Regions from separate parts of the Mus musculus genome. Here regions 2 and 3 are each linked to region 1. The links are chromatin contacts, called in public HiChIP or PLAC-seq and Micro-C maps. All regions are on one chromosome and are shown on one strand. Each heading gives the region's core, a stretch centred on a gene start, on an enhancer-like site or on the middle of the called end of the contact. The rest is flanking DNA. Distances are from core to core; before and after follow the strand shown.

The links. A called contact is a pair of places that touch in the nucleus more often than the background predicts. HiChIP or PLAC-seq counts read pairs in DNA pulled down with a chosen protein or histone mark.
Region 2: a Micro-C map of embryonic stem cells shows a contact between it and region 1, with 2.2 times the contacts expected there. The contact joins the promoter of Hs3st6 here to the promoter of Telo2 in region 1. A contact is called at or near these places in 1 of 39 promoter capture datasets (pre-B cells), 3 of 484 Hi-C or Micro-C datasets (the C2C12 cell line, CD4 T cells and embryonic stem cells) and 2 of 115 datasets of contacts at active chromatin or transcription factors (embryonic stem cells and pancreatic cancer cells).
Region 3: a contact with region 1 is called in a FOXA1 HiChIP or PLAC-seq map of pancreatic cancer cells. The contact joins the promoter of Lmf1 here to the promoter of Telo2 in region 1. A contact is called at or near these places in 2 of 39 promoter capture datasets (hippocampal neurons and liver), 2 of 484 Hi-C or Micro-C datasets (CD4 T cells and Th1 cells), 2 of 115 datasets of contacts at active chromatin or transcription factors (embryonic stem cells and pancreatic cancer cells) and 1 of 9 other capture datasets (pancreatic islet).

Annotation. Positions count from the first base shown.
Region 1 is chr17:25,113,731-25,117,803 of GRCm38.p6, forward strand. It overlaps Telo2 (telomere maintenance 2), which reads right to left and starts at 2,237. Exons shown (of 21, transcript NM_001163661.1): 1 at 1,683-2,237; 2 at 1,207-1,555. The coding sequence starts at 1,541.
Region 2 is chr17:24,750,364-24,754,562 of GRCm38.p6, forward strand. It overlaps Hs3st6 (heparan sulfate (glucosamine) 3-O-sulfotransferase 6), which reads left to right and starts at 2,625. Exons shown (of 2, transcript NM_001012402.2): 1 at 2,625-3,135. The coding sequence starts at 2,723.
Region 3 is chr17:25,577,133-25,581,347 of GRCm38.p6, forward strand. Lmf1 (lipase maturation factor 1) reads left to right here and starts at 2,042. Exons shown (of 11, transcript NM_029624.4): 1 at 2,042-2,247. The coding sequence starts at 2,055.

The DNA.
Region 1 (4,073 bases), core at 987-3,486:
AGGTGACAATATCATGAAGTCCCAGCCCTAGGTATACAGAGGCAAGTGAATGCCTGAGATTCCATGGCCAGACAGCCTAACCTAGCTGACAACCTTCCAACAGATGAGAGACCCCATTTCAAAAACCAAGAAGTTGAGCATGGTGGCATTCTGGAGGCAGAGGGTAGAGAATCTTTATGAGTTCAAGGCCAGGACAGCCAGAGCTGTCAAAAGCACCAAAAAACAAAACGAAACACACAAGAAAGAATTAGTCCCAACTACTTCCTAAGGATTTACATTTGCCTATCAGCTGGAAAGCTCTTCTCTTCCCCTGCTGAACAGCCAGTTACTCATAGGATGTCCCCGATCCTGCACAGATAGACACCAGGCCTTCCCCTGTTCTGGCCTGTTGGCACAAGTCTTTTTCTTTTCTTTCTTTCTTTCTTTTTTTTTTTAAGTTTTGATATTTTATGTGTGGGTGTTTTGCCTGTATACTACATGCACGAAGAACCTATGAAATCAGAACAGGGTGTCAGATCCTCTGGAACTGGAGTTGCACTGAGTTGTGAGCAGCCATGTGGGTGCTGGGAACTGAACCCAGTCCTCTGGGAAAGCAGCCAGTGCTCTTAAGCACTGAACCATCTCTCCACCCCCACACCCCAGCAGTTTATAAAACCCCAGCTTCTCACAGCCACAGATCCTTCCAAGGACTGCCATTCAACCGGATGTGGGACCTGGGTACACAGGGATCCATAGCAGCAATGTGGTAGATAAACATTTAAAACCTGACATGTTAGCCGGGCGGTGGTGGCACACGCCTTTAATCCCAGCACTTGGGAGGCAGAGCCAGGTGGATTTCTGAGTTCGAGACCAGCCTGGTCTACAGAGTGAGTTCCAGGACAGCCAGGGCTACACAGAGAAACCTGTCTCGAAAAACAAAAACAAACAAACAAACAAACAAAAAAACCCTGAAATGTCCTGATGATCCTGAAAGTGCCACAGAATAAAGAATGGGCCCAGTAGAAGACAACAAGTGACCTTTAGGGCATCAGCTAGGGACAGTGGAGACTCTCTGAGTGCTGATCTGCAAGGAACCCTATTCTTCCTCCCAGCCTTCAACAAGAAGGAGTGAGGCCAGGCTAAGATGCAGGGTCCTTCCCCTTACAGTTTTAAGGTGTTGGGAACCTTCTCAGAACTTGGGCGCCCTGTTGCTCACTAACTGCTCACCCAGCAGTGCTCTCAATGGCTTCCATCAGCACCAGGAAGGCTTGGTCTGGAGGGCCATCCAGGAAGAAGCTCTCCCAAAGCCGCTCCAGCTGGCCACCGGGGGACAGCTCCAGCCAACCTGGGCTCAGCTTGCTGACCAGACATCTAAGGACGGCTGAGAAGTGGACAGTGGCAAACTCCTCCTTCTCCTCAGGAAGAACTGGATCCTCGGTTCCACCGAGGTATCGTTTCAGAGTCCCCAGGGTAGAAAGGATATGGCCAGCATCCTCTGAGGATGAAAGGATGTGAATGGCTTCCTGGACGGTGAGCCGGACAGCAGACAGGGCTGGGTCCATCCTGCAGAACAGGGCTGAGGGTCCGAGAAAAGCATGTTAGAGTGTCAAGAATTCTTCCCATGGCACCCACGATGTTAAGGGAGGAAACAGTTGGGCCGGTTCCAAATCTCAGGCCCCACCCCCCTACACACACGCACTTACTTCTGCGCTTCCAGGCGCTTCACTCACAATCTCACTCACGCTCTCCCGTCCTTCTTCCGGGTTTCCCGCCTGCCCGATGATCTGACAGAGCTTCAGTCCCGGACTGCACCGGTGCACTGTGGCTGTCTCCTCTGTCAAACCCACTGATAGTTGGATGAGTGAGTGGCTTGCCAGGGTGCAATAACTAAAACTCCTCCTCCGTCTGCAGCTCCAGGTTAGCACCCAGCCCCCTAAACACGAGGCCTTCGGCTCGTATGGGAACTGGCCATGCTGCAAGGCAGGACACTGCAGCCCCGACTGGACCAACCACTCCTACAGGGTTCCTCTGGCCAGCATGCTTCAGAGCCGAGGCCACATGCTCCCTCTTGCGCGCCGCTGATTCGCCACGGCACCAGGACCACGCGCCAGATTCAGTGTCAGCTGAGGGCAGCTGTGAATTCGAGTCGCAGAGCTCACGTGAAACCTGCACGGATATTTAGAATTTCTGGGGCTGATACAAACGCGTGGCTAGGGACGAATCAGCGGCGCGCCAACGCGCTGATGACCGCAGCATCTGCGCCTGCGCAAGAGGAGGAAGAGGCGTGGCCTAAGAGCCTACGGTGGGCAAGGCCTGAGGGCAGGACTCCGGTAGGCGTGTCCGCTCTATTGGTCCCCTGGTGACTGCTGTCTCTGTTTTCCTTAATTCTGGAGAGACTTTCCCCAGCACATTACCCCACTATGCTGCCTTGGGTCGGATGACTTTCCACTCTAGAGCACTAATCAACTCTCTAGGCGCCCTGAGGGAAACAGAATAAGGAAGCCAGGAACAGCGGATATGGCCAAGTTGTAATGCGGATGCGCTGATGTATTTGGTGGTACACAAGGGTGCACGTTTACTGCGAACACGCAAACTGCGTCTAAACTGCCCTAAATGAAACACCACTAGCTGAGTAAACACCCAGGGATCCTGACTGTCGTCTGAACTTAGCAGTGTGAAACATTCCATCATGGCAGAACTTTTCTTGACCATCCTGATCTGGAAGATACATTGAGGGAGCAACATTTCAGCGGAACTGGGTGTGGGTGGAAATCTGAGCAAGCTGTATTCATTCAACATCATCAAGCAAAATTACCCTTCCTGAGCAGGAAATGAGCCCACTCAAGGCTTAGCAGTTAGCAGAGCATACCAGGGGCCAGAGCGATTATCTTAGAGGTTAAATTACGTGTGGCTCTTGCCAAGGTCCCAAGTTCAGTTCCCAGCATCCATGGAAGTGTTACCGATCAGCCAGCCAGGATCTCTACACAAATAAAAACTGGGGTTAGTCAAAGAGAAGGTCTTCAAATGGTAGCTTTCTTTTTTTTTTTTTTTTCTCCATGTTTGGCCTCAGTGAGAGATGGCAGATGACTCCCCTAGTATTAGGGGACTGGAGGCATTGGGACCCTTAGCCCTAAAAGTATTCTAGCTCTTACGTAGGTCAGGAATCCTTGGCTCTTTCCTGTGGCTGGTGCAGCTTCCACTAAGCAGATTTGGTGATTGTAGGGACTCTTCAGCCCTACAGCTTTACAATTTTTGTGTAGACCTTCGCTCTTAATGACAGCCAGTGTTAAAATTCTTGGCCTAGGGTTGAGACCTCTTGGCTCTCTGGAACTCATCTGGCATCCAAGGCTATGCCATCTCTTCTCTGGTTTAGTCAATTATCCTCATTCAGTCTCAGTTTCTGCACTCCCCTGATGCCTTGGCTACTGCTTCCTCAGCTATGACAAAACTGACTGTCCTGTCCCTTTTGTAGCTTGGCCTGCCAATTGCTCAGCTGTCTCTGCCACCTCTTTTTTTTTCATGATAACAGCTTAGCCCACATTACTGAGAGTAGGCAAGCAAACCCTGGAGAGGAGCCTTTTACTGTACCTAAAGCTGCAACAAAAGGGAGGAGATGAGGAAAGTCTCTCCCAGAGGGAGTCAAAGCGGCTGCCTTCAAATCCTGAAAAGGGGCACTTCCTCTGCTAACAGTCTTTGCACCAGCCTCTGTAGTTCCTCAGCTAGGCCACCAGAGGACGTGTTCTTCTCAACCTGGTCGAAATGGTTGCAAAAAGCCTTGGGGCTGTATCTTCCAGACCTGAAGCAATTTGCAACCTTGTAGTTTTCTCAAGGCCCTCAGAGTTTCCTGGATAGTCAGAGCTGGCATTAGGGCAGGCCAGGAGTTGTTGACTGGCAATTCTTTTGCTAAAGCCATCCAGAATGGAAAACCTAGCAGTTGCTAGTTAAGAGCTCGTGTCACCTCAGCACCCAATATTTTTGCTTATTTTTCTGGAAATGAATACCAGAGTGCTTACAATAATAAATGTTAACAGTGCTTAGCCCCTGGCCAGTGTTCAGGCGGAGATGGGTGTCCTTATTTGTTTTAGAACAAAGGG
Region 2 (4,199 bases), core at 1,375-3,874, 360 kb before region 1:
CAGGGTAAATGGAGTCTATCAGCACTCAGAGGGTGTACCTTGGACCCACAGAAATTTCCCACAGGTGAGACACAAAAGGAACGGAGCCTTGACATGCCACACTGTGGAAGCCCCCGGAAATAGTGGTGCTCAGAGAGAAGTCAGAGGCAAACTGATAGACTCTGGATGAGTCTGTGATAGACCAGTGAGCACAGAGAAACAGAAAACACACTGGCGACTTGTTATCATGCATGCTGAAAGAGAGAAAACAGGGGATGACTGCTAATGGGTCTAGGATTCTTTTGGAGGGTGATAAAAATATTTTAAAATTGATAGGTGTGGGTGTGGGACCAGTGGTTAGAGCACTGGGTGCTTTCCCAGAGGACTCAAGTTCAATTCCTAGCACTCACATGGAATCTCATAACTGTCTGTAACTCCAGTCCCAGAGGACCAGACACTCTCTTCTGACATACTCATACACTAGGCACATGTGGTATGCACACATAAGTGGCAGGCAAAAAATCCAGTCCTACACGTAAATAACAAAATAAAATCTAAAATAAACATTTAAGTCGATGATAGCCATATTTGCACAACATGATGAACGTTCTGGAAGTCAATGATGTCTAGTTTTGAATAGTATGTGAGCTGAACCTCAAGAAAGCTATCACCCCAAAGACTTGATGGTGGCCGTAGCCTGTGGCCATGGGCCAGAGGAAGGGACTTTAATAGGCCCTTCTCCTCTCCTATCTCCTTGCAAGATGAGCTTGCATTCCCATTCCAATCTCTCTGGCTGTTGTGTTCTGCTGAGCAGCCATTACCACTCCCTCTTCTGCCTGAATTTGGTTAACTTCTTATCTGGCCATCACCTCCAGAATGCCTTTTCTACCCTCTCCTCTCTAATCAGTATGTATTGAGTAGTCTCTGCATGCCAGCACCATGTTAGGAGTTTTGGAGAGCTTGGGAATGGGTGCCATCAGGGGGATCTCCAGATTTGTACCCCTTCCCGCCAAGAGAGCCAGAGGGAAGATGGAGAAAGAGAGTCAGCTTCCAAACTCTCAGCTGCTCCGGGCCAGTGTCTCCTGGAGAGTCTTCTGCCCTGTGGAAAGGCATCCTGCAGAGGAAATCACCAGCAGGAGGTAGGAACTTAGCCAGCACTGAGGAGATGGGGGGATTACCAGGGACTAAGTCTCAAGTGGTGACAACTCAGACTGTGAAGGTGTAATCGGGCAGTATGGGACCTCCCTGGGAGTGCTCAGAGGAGAACCAGCTTGTCTTCAACAAATCCCATTTACAGCTAGATCCGAAGAAGAACTTCCTAGGTCCCTACATGTACTAACATGCTTCCCAGACAGTGCTGGACTAAAAACCCGCCCACAGGGCTGCTGGCACCAGCTTGCCCTGACAAGCAAATGTAGCTCTGGTGTCTGGGACTAGTTTTGGGTGGTGCATGTCCCCCTTGTACCTAGCTGCCCTCAGGGTGGGAACTAAATGTCTGTGGGTCATTGGAGTTTTCTGTCCCTCAGAGGCAGCCTGCAGTGTGAGACTTGTTCAGATGCCATGAGACCCACGGACTGCTGATTAATAAACAGAGCCGAGGGCAGAGGCTGAGTAAGGGTACTGGGGCAGGGACTAGACTGGGCAGCCAGGAAAGTCGGACAGAGGCAGAAAGAAGAGGCGCCGTTACCTTTTCCCTGGTCAGGGCAACTTATTCGGCATCCTGGATGGAGTCTTTCCTCCTCTGCATTCCTAGTAAGCAGCTTTGTAGACTCGGTGAGCCAGGAACAGGACATGGAGGCGCGGGGGTGGGGTGGGGGTGGGTGGGTGGGGTGGGGGTGGGTGGGTGGGTGAGAAGTTTCTGCAGTGTCTGGTAGGTTTCACACATGTGAGGGCCCCGGGAATCTCACTATGCTCAGAGGAAGCTCCACAGACAGAACCCAGATGCCTCCCCTGCCTCCTAGTACAGGCCTTTTCACTCCTGGGGGGCGAGGGGGCGTGTCACCGCTTTGCAATTTCCCGAAGGGATCACTGACATCTTGGGGAGGCCAGCTCTATTTGATACAAGGACTTTAAAATGGTGGCCCGACTATCGGACAAGCTCTCTCCACAGGGCAGGGCTCCCACCCTAATGAATGGCTAGGTGGACTGTTGGCAAGTAATGCAACAAGCATTCCTGTCACAGGCTCAAAGATGCATGGGGACCCTTTCCGCGCCGGATGTATGCCTGGCTCCATCCTTCCTGCACAGGCGATTCCTGGACACGGTGTCCTCCGGTGATGAGGCCCTGGCTCCGGGAAACAGGGGCTGAGGCCGCACACCTGTCGCCCTGGTCCAAAGGGGCAGAGATAGACTTTTAAAGGACAGAACGGGGATTCCCACTCGCCCAGTCTTGTGTCCCTCCGCGCCACGCATTCCCGTAGTGTAAGAGCGAAGACTTTGGAGCCAAGCGAACCGGAGACCAGCTCAGGAGGAGTGTTGGGGTAGCTGGGATAGCTCCTGGTCGCTCTGGAAGTTAGCTGGAGTCGCTAGTCCCAGGCGAGGGCTGGGGAGGGGCGTCTCGGCCCCGCCCCGCCCCGCCCCGCCCCGCCCCGCCCCGCCCCGCCCCTCTCCGGCTCCAGGGTTGCGAGGCTGCGGAGCTCAACCCAGAAGCCGGGCGCCCTGGGGTTGAGCGGGCGACGCACTATAGCCGGGATGCGCACCTGTCTGCGGTTCCCGCTCCCGAGCCTGAGCGCGAAGCGACCCCATGGCAGGTAGCGGTGGCCTGGGCGGCGGGGCCGGTGACCTCCAGGGTGCGGGGACGGGCCAGGGGACTGCACTGCGTGCTCTCCGTGCTCCGCTGGCGCTCGTAGTTCTGTTGCTAAGCGCCTACTGCCTCTTCGCCCTCCCCGGCCGCTGTCCACCTGCCGCCCGCGCCCCTGCTCCGGTTCCTGCACCCGCCGAGCCGCCCCACACCTCCCTCCGTCTGAGAGCACCCGGCCTGCCGGTGGCCAGCGGCCCGGGGCGCCGGCGCTTTCCTCAGGCGCTCATTGTGGGTGTGAAGAAAGGCGGCACGCGCGCATTGCTGGAGTTCCTGCGGTTGCACCCCGACGTCCGTGCACTTGGCTCTGAACCCCACTTCTTCGACAGGTGCTATGATCGCGGCCTCGCCTGGTACCGGTGAGCGTCCCTGCTGGTCCGCGCCTCGTCGGTGTGTGCCTTGGACTGTGCTTTCTTAGAACCCAGGATGAGTAGGGTAGAATCCTGGGCACTGGGTCTAAAACAAGCCTGTTAGGGAAATAGCCTTGATTTCCTGGGCACAGCGACCCTCGAAGGAGAGGCCATCTATAGCCAAGGGTCGCAGGAATTAGAAAATCTCAGAGAAAACTCTGTTCTCCTGTTGGGTGGCCAAGGGACTCAGCGAGGCATGATCCTATCTTGAAAGTAGTTTCAAGCGAGTGAGATAACTGGGCAGGTAGACTTTCCTTTTTAGAGGGTCAGGGAATTGAACCTGAAGCCTCAAATGTACTAAACGAGTATTCTACCACTAAGCTACTAATATATATCCATATATTATTATGGTTTATATCAATATAATCCCGGTGGAGCTACTTGGCAGCCTTAGAGATACTTGGAGCTCAGTCACTTTATCATCCCTTCGTGTCTGTCCATTCCCTGCTATAACTCTGGGTAAGTACTGGTAATTATCTGACCACTAGTCAAGTATATTTTGGAAGGGCCTCCAGGTTTCCAGAAGTGTTCTAGAAAGTGCCTTTCCACCCCTAAGAATCTCTCCCTCACCCTGCATCAGGGAGCCCTCTATAGCTGCTGGAGTCTGAAGAAAGTTAGGTCTGGGCTTTGAGGAGGGAGACTCTGCTCTTTGGTTTAGCCCAAGGGTGGGGACTGGAATACACCCTTCTGTAGCTGTCCTTTCTACATACAGGAGGACTTGGGATGCAGCAGTGGAATGTGGGGAGCACTACCCCAGGTACAGCAGTATGTCCTGGTGGATGGTCAGATTCTGGTTCCTCCCTTCTGGTGTGACTACCCACAGGCTCCGCCCACCGCCTCCTGCAGGCATCGAGGGCCCCCTGCTCCTTCATGTAGGGAAATGGGGCTATATTGGCTTGCCTCTTCTGCAAGCCCGAGCTGAGCCATGATAACCTGGAGAGTCAGTGCGGGTGGCACACTGACTGTTTCCCGGGTTCTTCTGTACTCCCGTTTGCTAACTCTGCCTTTTGCAC
Region 3 (4,215 bases), core at 792-3,291, 460 kb after region 1:
GATCACAGGTATGCACCACCATACCCAGCTTCCCACTGTACTTTGTATTAAACTCGGGCAGAAACAGGCAAGCACGATAACCTCTTCTTGGCTCAACCCTGCCCTGTGTGACCTGCTTGAAAGCTGGTTCCAGATGGCATCCCAGAAAGGCAGGCCAGGGGCAAGAACCTCCAGCCACTGAGGACCCAAATTTCCTGCAGACCCCTTCTGCTGTCCTCGCCCACCGTGGGCAAATCCAAGAGGGACGCTAGAGCTGAGTCCCAGCCCCAGCTGGGCGCTGGATGCTGGAACAAGAGGTCCACTTTATGCTCTTCACAATGCCCCATTGTGCCCTTCTGCAGGGAGGACAATGTTACCACTGCAAGGGGAAGCTGAGGACAAAGGGCTCTTTGTGAGGATGGTCCCCACCTGAGCCACAGCACCCAGGGTCACACCTGATGGCAGAGCGGTCCTTCCTCTCCTTCTATTCCCTGCATAGCTCTGGCTTCCAGAAATAATTTGAGGAAGTTGTGCCGACTAAAGCTGCCCCCCCCAAAGGTCTCTGCTGGCCCATCCCATGCCTGGCATATGCCAGTGAGGAGAGGCAGGGCTAAGGGTTCCTACTGAAAGATCTGGATGCAGGATACACAGTTCCTTCAGTCTCTAAATTCTTGAGACCTTGGGCAGATGCTGGCCTGTAGGAAGCCTGGCAGGTGGGAAGTATTTGTATTACCTATCACAACATCTGTAATGGGGCATACTCTCAGCTGGGCTCCCAAGGGAGTGCTTCTGAAGAAAAAGAAAAGGAAACTTAAAAAAAAAATACCCAAAGCACGTTGTAGGCTGTATTTCTATGCTAGCACTCTAGTATCAGGAAGCCTGGAGGCCGGGAAGAGTCCCAGCAACAGCACACCAGTCCTTACCCACAAAAGGCTCACTGCTGGTGTAGAGGTATAAATATTAATGGGTTGTTTAACCATGCAAGCATTGGTCATTTATATGTCAAAGCAGCAATCACAAAAAGGAGATGCTAAGGATAAGTTGCAAAAAAAAAAAAAAAAAAAAACCAACCAGTGATAATTCAGAAAGGCACAAGATCTTTAATACATAGAAAGCTCTGAAAGATGGATGGAAAAAAACCCTTGTTCCAGAGAGCCCTGTAGTTGGCATTATAACCACTCTGGCTGTTGATGCCATGTTTAACCATGCAGCATTGGTAACTTATATGTCAAAGCAGCAATCACAAAAAGGAGATGCTAAGGATAAGTTGTTAAAAAACAAACAAACAAACAAACAAACAACAACCAGTGACCCTCCTTTTCTCTGCTGCAGAACGCCTTTCTAGTATCATTTGTGGGCAGTGCTGGAGTGGCACCTAACACGAAAAAGCAGAATTGCTATCAGGCAAGTGGCATGTAATACCAGCATCGAGGGAGGCAGCTCATGAGGACAATTTCTTTGCTGTCATTCTGGGCTTTATAGCTCAAGGCCAGTCTGAGCTATTAAATATAAAGTCAAATATAAAAGCAGCATTTAAGGTGTGTCTCCTTGGGATTCTGCGCATGCTACTGGTGGGTAAATCTGAGTCCTTGATGGTCCAGTGGCCCCATAAATAGCTTGAACACGGTCCTAGATCTTCATAGAGGTGCCACCTGTATACTGAGGTCTCTGGGGACCACAGACAAGGAGATTTAGGAAGAAGAGAAAGCAGGAGGTTCCAGGGCAAATTTCAGGTTTCTTCCTGTCAGTTGTCCTATAGTATAATCTGCGCCTTCCTGGGCAGCGGGCAGCAGAGGAATACAGGATGAAAACCCTGCTCTGCCACGGCCACAGGCCTGGCCTTCCCTGCACATTCGCACCCAGGACACGGCCTGCCGTCACTAGCTCCTTCCCCTGTCGCTTCACTCTCTGCAAATACTGAAGCCACCACGGAGACGCCCACCGCTAGGAGAGACCGCCCAGAGAGGGCGTGGCGCGTGGGCCTTGGCTGCAAGAGGTCCGCGTGTCATCCAGGGGAGCTTGTGTGGCTTTCGGGCTTGTGGGCGTGGCCTCCGCGCGCACCGCCCTTTGTGCTCATGCGCCCAGACAGCCTAGTAATGGCTGCGCCCGAGGGGTCGCTGAGAAAACGGAAGGTCGGGGGTGCGGAGCACAGTCCAGCGTCGCAACCTTCTCTGGCTAGAGATCCCGCAGATTCTCCAGCTCGGCTGCACACGGGCACCTTCTGGCTGACTAGAATCGTGCTCCTGCGGGCCCTCGCTTTCATTTACTGTGAGTGTCCGGTGGGAGCGGGCTGTTGCCGGCATCCTGTGACCTGGTCCCAAACCCTAATTGCTTCCGGACTCCCGTTTGTCCCTCTATAGGCTTCAAGGATCCTGCACTAAAACCATTCTGCCCTTCTGTGAGCTTCCGGACCCCGCCTTCTCACCTCCCACTCAGTGGCTGCTTAAACTTTATGTCAGGTCCCTCCTCGGCGTGTTCCTGGGACCCCACCCCAACCCCTGCCTCTCCACAGCCCCACTTAGCACGTGTAAGAGGCGAAGGCAGTCCCCATGCACTCCCTCTGCCTGCACCCTGGGAATGGCGAGACGATGCTAATTCTATTCCTGTTCCGAAGCCCTAGGGGAGATGACGGTCTTTAGCCTGCAACTTAGACCTAGCCTCGCCCCTTTTGCCTTCTCTCAGTGGGTCCCCCACTGGACCCAAAGGTTGTGCAACAGCTCCAACCTGACCTGCTTGGAAGGGCACCCGGCAGAGGGCCCAAGGATCTAGCCAGATTTCACTGGTAGGCAAGAAGTGAGGTTCAACCAGGTCAGCTCTGGAAGGACTCCAAGGTTCTGCTTAGGCTCTGCAGACCTTTACAGTCCACTGCAGCATCCCATACCTACCTGAGCCTAAAGAGTCTTAGCCTCCTTCACTTCAGGAAAAGCGGAATCAAAGGTACTGGCAGGCAGGCAGGCTGGTGTCCCCCATACACACCGCTTTTTGGTTTTGGTTTTTGTTGTTGTTGGTTTGGTTACTGTTTGTTTGTTTTTTAAAACAGGGTTGCTCTGCATAGTCCTGGCTGCCCTGGAACTTGTTCTGTAGACCAGGCTGGTCTTGAACTCCTCACAGAGATCTGCCTGCCTCTGCCTCCAGAGTGCTGGGATTAAAGGTGTGGACCACTACACTGGGCACTGATGTCCCCTCAGCTCCTGGCCTGTTATTGCTACCCACAGTAGTGGGCCAGGAGATGTCATATAGAACCAGTTCCAAACAACTCACTATAGTGACACCTGAACCCCCAGCTGAGGCTGAGCGCCTGTCTACTCACACTGGGCCTGCCCTGCCTGTGGCCATGAGACGGAGCTCAGGCTTAAAACCTGTGGACATCTGTCTGGTGGGAGTAACTGTGGGTTCCAAATCCTCACCCTAATTCCTAATACCTAGGGGGTGGCCCAGTGACTATGTGGACACTGGTGGCCATGGCCCAGCCTTTTAGTAAGGAAGGCAAAACTGAGTGCTAAGTAAGCCCCAGGGCCCAGGACATGCCAGGCTCGTGCATGGTGTACCTTCGGCATCTTTCAGAAGAGTCATCTTAGACTTTGGGCTGTGTCCATGTGGCTCTCATGTGGAGAGTCAGGCTCATGTGCATTTTTGTGTGACGGACTGGCTACTTCCGGGTGCATTGGAGAACTGGAGTTCTTAACCAAACGGTCCCGTGTGTTTGCCTGCCTGAGTTTCCACTTATTCTCTCTAAAGCGGGTGGAAAAAACTATCTAGGCTTGTGCTGTTTTATCCCATGCAATACTAAGGAATTCTGGGAACGTTGGTACTGACACACTCAGAGCAAGATGAAGGGAATCTACAGGAGGGATAGAATTGGAAGGTACAGTGGCACCTGGTGGCTTTGTGCTGAAGACACTTGGCAGATAGGCTCTTGGGCTCTCGGGTGGGCAATGTCACCTTTGGTCAGTATAGGATCTAGCATTTCAGCTTGACACAAAAGGCTGTGAGCTCAGGCCGGGTGTGGTGGTGCACGCCTTTAATCCCAGCACTCGGGAGGCAGAGGCAGGTGGATTTCTGAGTTCGAGGCCAACCTGGTCTACAGAGTGAATTCCAGGACAGCCAGGGCTATACAGAGAAACCCTGTCTTGTTTCAACAAAACAAAACAAAACAAAAAGGCTGTGAGCTCCTCACTCAGGCAGATATTTCCAGTGGCTGCTTAGTGTGTGTGGGCAATGTGTGTGTGCAATGTG